2 separate regions of the Mus musculus genome follow, and region 2 is linked to region 1. Evidence: chromatin contacts called from public Hi-C data. All regions are on one chromosome and are shown on one strand. The core of a region is the stretch at or near the end of the contact, and the rest is flanking DNA. Distances in the headings are between cores, read along the strand shown.

Region 1 (5,600 bases), core at 378-2,877:
AGATTCCTAAGAGCTTCTCAATATAAAGCCGCTCTATAGCCAAATATCATCCCTCCTGTATCTCAGCTTTTCCAAGACACACCATCCAGGAGTGAAAGTCCTTAGAAGAGGTGAATCATGATGACCGCTTTTCTTTCCTGAATCACGAGAGGCAGCTTCTCCCATCAGACATGCTGCACAGGGAGGGGCTCACCTGTTTTGTCCGGAAGGAAGGTCTGACTCTGGACCTTGTAGCATCCCTTTCATCCTGTGGCTTGTCCTCCTCACACTCCCGGCTCCTGTCTGCTCGTCTCTCCTCATCAGCCCCTTGCATGGCTTGATGTTAAATCTGTGCCCTGACATCCCCAGCTGACACCGCCATTCCCACAATGACTACATCCCTCCTTCATGTGGAAACGTCTCCTAAAAAGCCTTGAGTTTATTTGCCATTTCAGGTTAATGCATTTCTTCCCTGTCCATCATTTAATTTAGGAATTGTGCCACAGTTTGAAAGGTCTGGGGTCCATCAGGGACTGTTCAGAGCAGTGCCCATAGAGGCTCTGGTGTCTCCTGTGCCTATTACATCATATGATAAGGACTCAAAGGAAAGCCTGATTATTTTTTTATTATCACACTATGATTTTTTTCCATTTTTTATTAGGTATTTAGCTCATTTACATTTCCAATGCTATACCAAAAGTTCCCCATACCCACCCACCCCCACTCCCCTACCCACCCACTCCCCCTTTTTGGCCCTGGCGTTCCCCTGTACTGAGGCATATAAAGTTTGCGTGTCCAATGGGCCTCTCTTTCCAGTGATGGCCGACTAGGCCATCGGTTTTTTTTTTGTTTTGTTTTCGAGACAGGGTTTCTCTGTATAGCCCTGGCTGTCCTGGAACTCACTCTGTAGACCAGGCTGGCCTCGAACTCAGAAATCGGCCTGCCTCTGCCTCCCGAGTGCTGGGATTAAAGGCGTGCACCACCACGCCCGGCCCTCTGATTTTTCAATAATAGCTACACTTTCCCATGAAACTAGACTCATACCATTTACCTCACAAATTTTACTGGTTAAAACAAATGTATAAAGCACCCTTTTAACTCAACAAAGTAACAATCACATTTCCTAAAAATGAAAAGATCTCAGTGCACAATTTTCTGTAGAATACAGGGAAGTGACCATTAAGTGACCAGAAAGACACACAGGAAAATCAAGGACACACTTCCAAGCAGCAACCCCACTCAGTCTACCTTACTAGAATAATTATCCTAGCCAAGGAGCTGAAGAGATGGCTATTAAGAGCACTTGCGGTTCCTCCAGATGACCCTTGGTCAGCTCCTAGCACCCACATGGCAACTCCCAAGTACTCGTAACTCCAGTTCTGGCATATTAGACACTGTCTTCTGGCCCTGAGTGTACTGCACAAATGTACCACACATACATACATGAAATAGGTATTCTTAAAGACATACAACAATATTCTTAAAAATTTTAAAGAATACTAAGTACAGATGAAGATACAGAATTACTGCAGTCCTCAGACACTCTCCTGGGAATGCCAAAGCATTCAGCCACTGTGAAGAAATGGCACTTTTAAAGTAAGCCTAAGCTTATTTGACTCATGCCCATATGACTAAGCAAATCCAATCTTAGAAACGGGGGTAGCCCAGAGTAATAAAAACACACAAAGACTGGTCCTGGAATGTTCATGGCAGGATTAATCATAACAGCCCAAAAATAGGAAATAAAAATCCAAGCGTCCATCAAGTAGCTAAATGGATAAACAAATGTGGTAGATTGTGATTTGTCAAGGAAGGGAATCAATGACTCAGCCCTAACGAGGCTCACCAAACACGCAGAGGCGCCAGAAGCATTGTGCTAAGTGGAAGGTGTCAAGTCTCGCGGTCTTTGATCCCTCCCAACTTGGTCCCAGAAGCGGCAACTGCAGAACTGACCTCCCAGCCGGCAAGAAGAGCAAGCAGTATTCTGCTGCGCATAGAACAATGTCCAGTGTTTATTAGCACACCCTGGGGCCTGAGGTGAAACACTGTCAGCAGTTCTGTGTGTGATGGCCACACTCGGACTTCTCTGTCCTTGCCGGGAGGAGTGGGCTAATGAGGCTGCAGCACTGTCAGATCCAGGCCCTCTCAAGACAGTCCCAGTCAGTCAGTAAGGTGTGAGGCCATCTGCCCTGACCCTCCCGTCCTCTACAGAAGGAATCAGAGGACAAGAGGGGAAGGACCCATGTGGAACTGTACGTGGGATCGAAATCTTGGTCCTTGGCTTGACTGGCTGGGGGACTAATAAATCCACCTCCTGGACAGGTGGAAAGATGACAGCATTACTGGGAAGTGGTGAAGGGCAGGGGGAGGCACACAGTGTGTGGACACACCTCCAGGGGGTGGGGAGATGCCTCTTGCCCAGGCCTCTCCCAGTACCTTCCCTCCTCCCCTGCTTCCTGTTCATGTTGTATGTAGAAGCCTCTCTGCCTCAGTTTCTCCCCTGTTCTGTTGCTCTGTCCACACATGTTAGGAAGCAGGCTTGCCCTAAACACTGACACTATAAGTCACTGTAAATTATTCTCCCTTAAGTTGCTTCTGTCAGAACCTCTGTCCTATAATGGCCGTGATCATTAGCACAGGATATTCTTACATGGCACTACAAGAACATCCACATTCCTGATTTTGTGTGTGTGTCAAGATACATACAAATACATTTGCTGTGTTTTGTCCGTATGATGCACACTGACCCTGTGTATCACTGCCACCTCAGACCCCCTAGGAGAGCGTTCAAATCCCCAAATTGAAGCTACCCTCTAAAGAGAATGCTCACAGCCCTCCCCATCCCCCTGGAAACCCCATCTCTGTTAATAACCTAGACCTTGCTAAGCACTTTATATGAGTGACATCACACCGCCTTTCTTCTGTCTTCTCTGTCTTACTGGCTCAGCAAAGCTGGGGCTCCTCAAGGTTCATACAAGTTGTTCTTTGCTGAGTAATATTCCGTTTCCCACATCTCTGCATTGTTTTTTGGGTTTTTGTTTTGTTTTGTGTGTGTTTTTGGTTTTTGTCCACGTACTCTTGAAAAAAATCTGGGGTCATTTCCACCTTGGACTACTGAGACTTACTCTGTTTACAATACGGTTTTAAATGTATGTTTTATTTTTTTAAAAAATCCCATTTTCAGGAACTTTCATAAACAAGTAGAACTTCTGAGTCATGTGCAAACGCTGCTTGATCTGTCAGGGAGCTCGTACAGTTGCTGCACTAAGAAGGGGCGGCTAACATTCTTACCACCAAAGTGCAAGCTCCTAACACCATTACCAACAACGTGGGCCCCCTGCGGTTCATCTCAAGATGTACCTTCTCTTTACTTACGTGTGTGTGTGTGTGTGTGTGTGTGTGTGTGTGTGTGTGTGTGTGTGTGTGTAGGGGTGTCATGTTTGAGGGATGCCCTGAGAGACCAGAAGAGCCCCAGCCCCCTGAAGTTGGAGTTACAGATGATAGTGAGCCTCCTCACAGGGGTGCTAGGAACCAAACTCACAAGAGCAGTGAGTGTTCTTAATATCTGACCTATTTCTCCATCTCTATTTGCTGGGGTTTGAGAGAGGAACCACAGTGTGTGGGGACTTGGGATCTCTTGTGCTCTTACGTTTGTCAGGATAGGAGAGTAGAACACAGTTTCTTAGCCAGTCCATAGTGATGCATAAATCAGAAGGGTTTATCCACTCAGAGTATGACTGTCTACTGGGACTTTTGCTGAATGCCATTTTACAGATAATGTACTTAATAAATAAGTTAATGTTGCCAGTGTCAGAGAAAGTCCATGCTTAAATTGAAGTTGCACTGATAATTTTCTGAGGAAACATGACAAATAATAATGCAGAAAGCACATTTATTCACATTGAAACCTGCTGGCATGTTTTGAAAGATTTTCTCCAGTACATTAGTTTCTCCTTAAACTCCACATTTAAGTTACATTAAGAACCAGAAATTAAGCCATAAAGATAACACTTATGGAGGCTTGAAATTGCTTTTGGTTTTTGTTTCTGCTCGCAATGCCATTCCATGTCCTTTCACTTAAGGAAAGGAGGGAGAGAACGGTGAAATATTCTCCTTACACATCACTTCTAACTTGATGCATCTTTTCAGGTTTAATTTGCACTGGATAGGAATGTATTTATTCATAAACAATGCATCACAAACAATAACAGGTGAAAATATTATAATTTAAAAGTCTTCTAAATATATAGCAAATCTACAAAATATTAATATATACAAGCTATGTGTATATGTATGAGTGAGTACATATGTGTATGGGTGCGCATTGCACAGGTGTGTTTATGCATGTGCATATATGTGCATGCACATGATCATGCAGGTGTATGTGTGTCTGTCTCTCTGTGTCTGTCTGTCTGTCTGTCTGTCTGTCTGTGTGTGCATGTGTGCATTGATGTTTGTTTAACAACTCAAAATTTTCCACTCTTGTGGACATATTAAGCCTGGAAAACAGTATCATAAATATTTTATTTGTTAGTTTTGAAAATTTGAGCATACATACTTGCTTTTATTCAATTTTAAATGAATATTACTTATCTGGAGTGATGATTTTTTTGTTAAACACCAAGGAGCATACAAAATGGCAACTTTACCCTCCTGCCTGCTCCCTTAGCGAGAATCCAGACAACCTCTCTGCTCCCATTAGAATACATATGAAAATATGAAAAATTCACTTATACTCACTTTTAGCAGACTTCTTTTATTCTTTGAAATATTGGTGTTTGGGGATGAGCATCACTCAGGGGAGAGGATGGATCTGTGAAAGCAGGCTTGGGAGACAGCTACACAGTACAGAGCACTCGAGTTGTGCTCTCAGCTTCAGAGTTGAGCAGCCCACACTACCTGTAACTCCATCCTTCTTGGGGGCGTCTGATGTCCCCTTCTGGGTTCTATGGAACCTACATTCACATGCACTTACCCCTCCCCCCACATATACACACATAGTTAAAAGTAAAATAAATGCATAACAGTACTTAAATAGTCACTTAACAAAACTCTCAGGTGCTTACCACAATCTTGGGCTCATCATTCATGCCGTGGTCATTTAACAGTTCGCAAATGACCTTTGAGAGCCACCGTACTTGAACTTTACATACGGCATTTAAGGAATCCTGTACTCACAAAAAAAAAGATGTTTCCTTTGCAGTATGATATTCAACTTGGAGCCACATAGAGAGTAAAGGAAATGAAGGAAAGACATGGGAAGGGTGGCTGCCCAGGGGTGATGTGGCTCTGCCTTTGTTAGCTCTCTGCATCCCCACCCTCTCTGCCCCCAACCCATGCTGAAGCCCACAGATTCGTGAATGCATGAAGGAGGAAGACAGTTGCCTCAAAGCATCCATTATCTTATGACACTTGGTCTTGGGAAATGACTGAATTCAGGGTTCCCTCTGTCTCATTCACCTCCATCCAGATTGTCTAGATGCATACCAGGGAGACTAAGCATGCACGAGAGCTCTACGCCCATTGAAAGGCAATGGCATCATTTTCTGAAGCTCTGCTTACATCTGATGTTTTCAGGTAGCGGTGGAGATGGAGACAGAGGTGTGGGCCCTGCCTGCAGG
Region 2 (5,515 bases), core at 736-3,235, 160 kb before region 1:
TGGTGGTAAAAGTGTTCAGAATCGCTCTTACTGCAGGCAGAGTGCTCTGAAACGTATGGCTCTCTCTCCAGCAAAAACAAGTGCTATTTCAAGCATGCTTACTTGAACAGGCTGTGTTGGAAAGCACAGAACTGATGCATACAATTCATCACTCCATACACATAGTTGGGCCCCATTAAGGGTCTCTGGCTTGTGTGGGTCTAATCCCCCACCCTTGGTGATAAGTACTTGTGCCTCTGTGTTGTTAGTATATCTGGGTTACTGGTAGGTCGATTGGAGATCTGAAGATCGGATCTGTTGATTTATGACTAGAAAATGACCAGAGATACTTAAAAAACTTGGGAACACACATCTGGATGCCACCAGTAGAAGGATTCAGGATCAATTGACATAGTCATGATAATGGGGAGAGTTGAGAGCTAAGTCCCTCCTGTGGTAAATGTAGGGTTATAAAGAGAATAGCTCAGAGAAGGGTACATATGTTTGTGACAAGACTGAATCTGAGATGAGCTACGGCTGCCTACGAACTATAAGAAGAGCCAGGAAAGATATTTAAAGCAAAAACCTACAGTTGAGTTTCATAAAATTCCTGATGAGTTACCGCCTCAATGCACGATGTGCTTGGTGTTGGGATATTTTCTTCTAACAATGCCTTTCTCAAAATCTCCCAGTATTGTAATATATGCTAATGTGTATTTTGCAAAATCATGACACTTAAGAAGTGATTGTGACACAATAAAATTCACATAAACACGGGGAAAATTATTTAAGTGGTGAAAAATAATATCTTCTGGCAATTAAGGAGAACGCATAAAGGAGGAAACGGCAGCGACTGCTGCAGCTCCCACGTTCGCTTTGCCATTTTCCCGTTATTACTGTAGCGATCTTCGCACAGAGCCCAGATTGCTAGGTGCACGTTGTCTGTGCTGATGCTCTTTAGGCACAGATGTAAAGGAGTTATTGGTTTGCTTTGCCCTTCGCTCTCTTCAGAATACTTAGCGGAAGCATCCTGTGACAGATACCGCCAAGAACAACTCCTTGAGATGAGCTTCATCAAGGGGAAGTGTGGTTTGCTGTGGCCTGGTTTGGGTGTCCTTTAATCCTATGGCCAGCTTCCGATTTCCTTGTTTGGGTTGAGTACCTATTCTCATCCTTACACACGCACCCTGGCATCCAAAACCAGACTGGATTCAGTTACCTGCATCCAGACGGCAAAATTGGGCTTCTGCTTCTACCACCTCCCTGTGTATGCTCCTTGTAGACCTCAGAATGAAACTGGGCATATTGGTAAAGGTGCTCGTGGCTTCTAGGTCTCTTAAAAGCTGTTTGCTCGCCTTCCAGGAGTGGAAGAGACGCTTGTTACCTTAGCACATTAGAAGACGAGTGGCTGGGGACTGAGTTAATATTTTCCCAAGTGCTGCTAAGAAATGGGCTGGTTTACACGTGAGCATTTAAAAGCTGCTTCTGCCTCGAAACTCAGTATTTGAGACAGGTTAGTCAGAAACGCTAAACTATATGAGTCCTTCTTGTCTGTAAGGGATCGGTTCCAAGCCCAAGCGGGTTCCTGAAAGCACACTCAGAGCTGATCCATATGGATACTATCTGTTTTCGTTTTTCTACACAGTTATGATAAAGCTTATGAAATAGGAACACAGAGAGATTGACAGTAATTGCTATTGATAAAATAGGGCAAGCTTTAAGAATACATTATGTGTAATAAAAGAAGATAAAGCCTCCTGAAAGACTGAAGTCAAATATTAGCACCCACTGTAAAGCCAACCTTAGAGACGAGCTGACTGTCACATGTGCCACAGACATAAAACTTGCCTACAGTTAGAAAAATATATTTTTGAAGTTAAGACTTAAGAAGTCTGTTTGAAATACATCTGCCACATCCCTTCCAGATAAATGCTAGGGAAAGCGAGCCCATGGCTCACGTGTGCTAGCTGGAAGCTTTCCCGGTAGTAGTGAGACTCGTAGTGACTCACTCATATATTCTGGGCAGCTCCTGATTGATAGCATGTGGCCAAGGAACAGCTTCAAACCGTCTCACATTGGTGTTTAACCCATGAGTCATTGCTCCTGATCTATGCCCATGATGTTTTAATTTAAGAAATACCGAGTTCTCCTTTAAGAGCAGGCTGGAAATCGACAGACTAAAACCCAAGGGGGATGGGGCCCTTCCTTCGAGTGTCATTGACTAGAAAGGATAGTTTCCATTCTGTCCCCGTGAAGGCCAGTTCTAGATGGAGTAGTGGGGAGCCCCACGTGCTCCTTCAAGATTGCAGGAAGTAAGTGTCTTTGCTTACTCTTCAAATATTAAATCTGAGTCCTCTCTCCCTGCTTCCCCTTCGCATCTGCCTGTTCCCTGTCTCCCCTCCTTCTCCTCTCCTCCTCTGTTAAATACATTAACTGCCTTACCTGAAACCTGGATTTCTTGCCTGAGTTGCTTTATTGTTTCTGCCAGTGCGTAGTATAGATTTGTGGCTTCTATTGAAGGTTGGGGGAGACTCTTTTTCACTTGAATGTGGTATTGTTTCCATGTGAATAAAAGAGCCACAGATCGACTTTATATATAGTTTATAAATAATTATACATATACACGCATATATATATATATATATATATAATATTTCTAGACTTTTTTATATTTATAGGCTTCTTTAGCTGTAACACACCACCAATATTTAATATAGTGTTACGCTTTAAACATAGTTTCTTCCTCTATTCCGATTGAGTAGTACCTGCCACAGTTTTAATCCAATTAATACTTATTAAATTGTTTTGACTCATAATGTAGAATTATTTGCTTAAGCTGATCTGAAACATATAATCTACACTTTCTAAGTTCTTGTCAATGCGAATCAAGATCTGCTGTGCCAGTCTTGGCAAAAGCTCAGCAGAAAATAGAATATTCATATCTGGTTACCAGAGCTCTAGGCGTACTGAAGCGTTCCTCAGCTTCCTCTGTGGACAGAGGCAGGATTTCATCATGCCCCATTCTTAGGCAGAGACACAATCGCTTCTATTAAACAGTGTTCTAGCATGGTATCATTAGTCTGCATTGAGGAGTTTAAAAAGAAAAAATTCGTGAAAACAGCTATTATGAGAATGCGGTTCGCTGAATCAACTCCAATGTTCCTTCCATTAATGAGGACCCGGAAGACAGTTCCCACTCAGGCTTGTGTGCCACCAAGCTCTTGTCACACCTAGAGCTAACTTAGTGTCACCTGATTCACTTGATATAACCAGAAGCAGCTTAGGCACTAGATCTTGGTGGTATAAATCCCCAGAAAGCATGGTGGACCCTCAGTTAGAAGTGCCATATGGTGGCGTGGATCATGGCATTTTATTTCAATTCTGTCTCTTCTGTATTTCTGGGTTTTATTATGGCTGCCTTTTATGCCTTCTTCTAACTCCAGCTCTTTATGTCCTTACTGTTTTTCTATCCTTTTCTCTAACATCGTTTTACCCGAGTGCTTGTCCTGCCTCTTGTCCCGGCTACAGGAATCCCAGATGCAAATGACAGACAAGCAATGGAGTAGCCTCTATTCCCGACTCTCAGTCCAACCTGCTGACACAGGTCCACAAAAATCACCTTCTCATTTCTCCAAACCTCCCCTAACCCTCCAAGTTAAGCTGTAATAGACACCAGCATGGAACCTCTTGTTACAATGTCATGGATTCATAACTCAGCTTTGCTAGAAGCTTCCACAATGCTTCTAGACTTTAACACATAGCTATGCAAATAGGAAGTATTATTGATAGATTGTATGACAGCAGGCACTCTGGGTTATTTCTACAATAGAGCCATGTGTCTCAGTGTTGCGTGCTGTTAATAAGAACCTTCAATTCCCAAGTTAGCAATGGAAATTCCTTCTGAGGAATATGATTATGATGATAATTAAATTGATATAGCTTTATTTCAGATGAGTGCATTCATCATATTTGCAAATGGTGCGTCAAAGCAAACACGTAGCTCTCCTTTAGCCATGAATATGCAGAATAAAGGCTTTGACAAGTTTTTCAATACAACTCCATAGTGCAGCTGGGCCAAGGATTCAGGGGACACAGGTTCTTGACTGCACCCTGCTTAATGAAATAACAATAGCATGTTGTTTTACAATACCAGTTCCCCATTTGTGTCATGTTTAAAGTGACTCTTGGTGATATTTTATAGCAATAGATTTAGGATGAATAAGATTTTAGATTCACAACATCCTCTACTGAAGCACTATTGATATTAGAGAGCTTTGCTTTTTTTCTTTTATAGATTCAAAAAATATCTTAATCCCAATGCCTATAATCATTACATGTCCATACTTCAACATTTTTGGTATTTTCAAGGAACTAAGCATTCTGAAGCTACACAGTCACACACATGCACACACACACATTCCCACATGTACATACACACACTTGTACATGTATACACACATGCACATTACACATACATACACATATACACAAACACTCTTACGCATACATGCACATACTTATATACACATACACACATATACATGCACACATGGATATTCTTATACATACATGCACATACTTATACCCACATACACATGCACACACACCATGTACTTTGTTTTACTCACTGACTCACTGTTATATTTCTGTGAGGACACACCATGACCAAGACTACTCTTATGAAACAAAACATTTAGTTGGGGCTTGCTTATGGTTTCAGAGGTGTAGTCCAATGTCATCATGTCCCGGAACATGGGAGCATGCAGGCAGCAACTGGAGCAGTAGCTGAGAGCTACATCTTGATCCTTAGGCAGAGAAAGATGGGGGTTGAGGAAGAAAGGGAGAGAAAAATTTGGGGCCCGGCTTGAGCTTTTGAAACCTCAACGTCCACCTCCAGTGACACACTTCCACGTACAAGGCCACACCTCCCAATACTTTTAAAGAATTACACTTCCTGGTGGTGACCAAGCATTGAATATTGAGCTTATTGGGGCCATTCTCATTCATAACACACACACACACACACACACACACACACACACACACGCACGCACACGCACACACACACATGCACACATGTGCATGCATACACACACACAGACACACATGCATGTATACACATGCACACACATACACACACACATGCACATATACCATATACACACATACACACACATGCACACATGAACACACAGGCGCCCCCCCCCCCACACATGCACATAAGCATGCATTCACAATATACACATAATACAACAGAAACAATGGAAGCAGTCATTTCCATTGGTTACATGACAGAAATAAAGTCCACACATCCCAGAACATTCTAGTGATTATGGCAAAGCTGACACTAGCAGCTGCACCACAGTTAGTTCCACTAGCTCCCTTCCCTCTCCATATTGTTTTGGGCCGATCCTTTGATACCCTCACTGTCCCCATTTTTGCCAGGACAAGCTTAGCTTCTCCAACAGACGAGAGTTTAGCATCTGGGAAAGTGAGAGGCTTCCACAATGACTACCCTTTAGTCCCTGGGTCTGTT

The links. Hi-C and Micro-C count contacts between places; a contact is called where the count stands out from the background.
Region 2: a Hi-C map of the 3T3-L1 cell line shows a contact between it and region 1, with 4 times the contacts expected there. The contact joins two enhancer-like sites. A contact is called at or near these places in 1 of 39 promoter capture datasets (the 3T3-L1 cell line) and 1 of 484 Hi-C or Micro-C datasets (the 3T3-L1 cell line).

What each region holds. Positions count from the first base shown.
Region 1 is chr6:143,912,593-143,918,192 of GRCm38.p6, reverse strand. The region is part of intron 8 of Sox5 (SRY (sex determining region Y)-box 5); the gene reads left to right. Among named protein-coding and RNA genes, the nearest start is that of Gm52484, 22 kb to the right of the region's middle. Within about 2 kb of position 1,627, at least 41 of the 459 cell types and tissues checked have an H3K27ac peak or open chromatin away from gene starts, as enhancers often do.
Region 2 is chr6:144,071,576-144,077,090 of GRCm38.p6, reverse strand. The region is part of intron 3 of Sox5 (SRY (sex determining region Y)-box 5); the gene reads left to right. Among named protein-coding and RNA genes, the nearest start is that of Gm52485, 88 kb to the right of the region's middle. Within about 2 kb of position 1,985, at least 86 of the 459 cell types and tissues checked have an H3K27ac peak or open chromatin away from gene starts, as enhancers often do.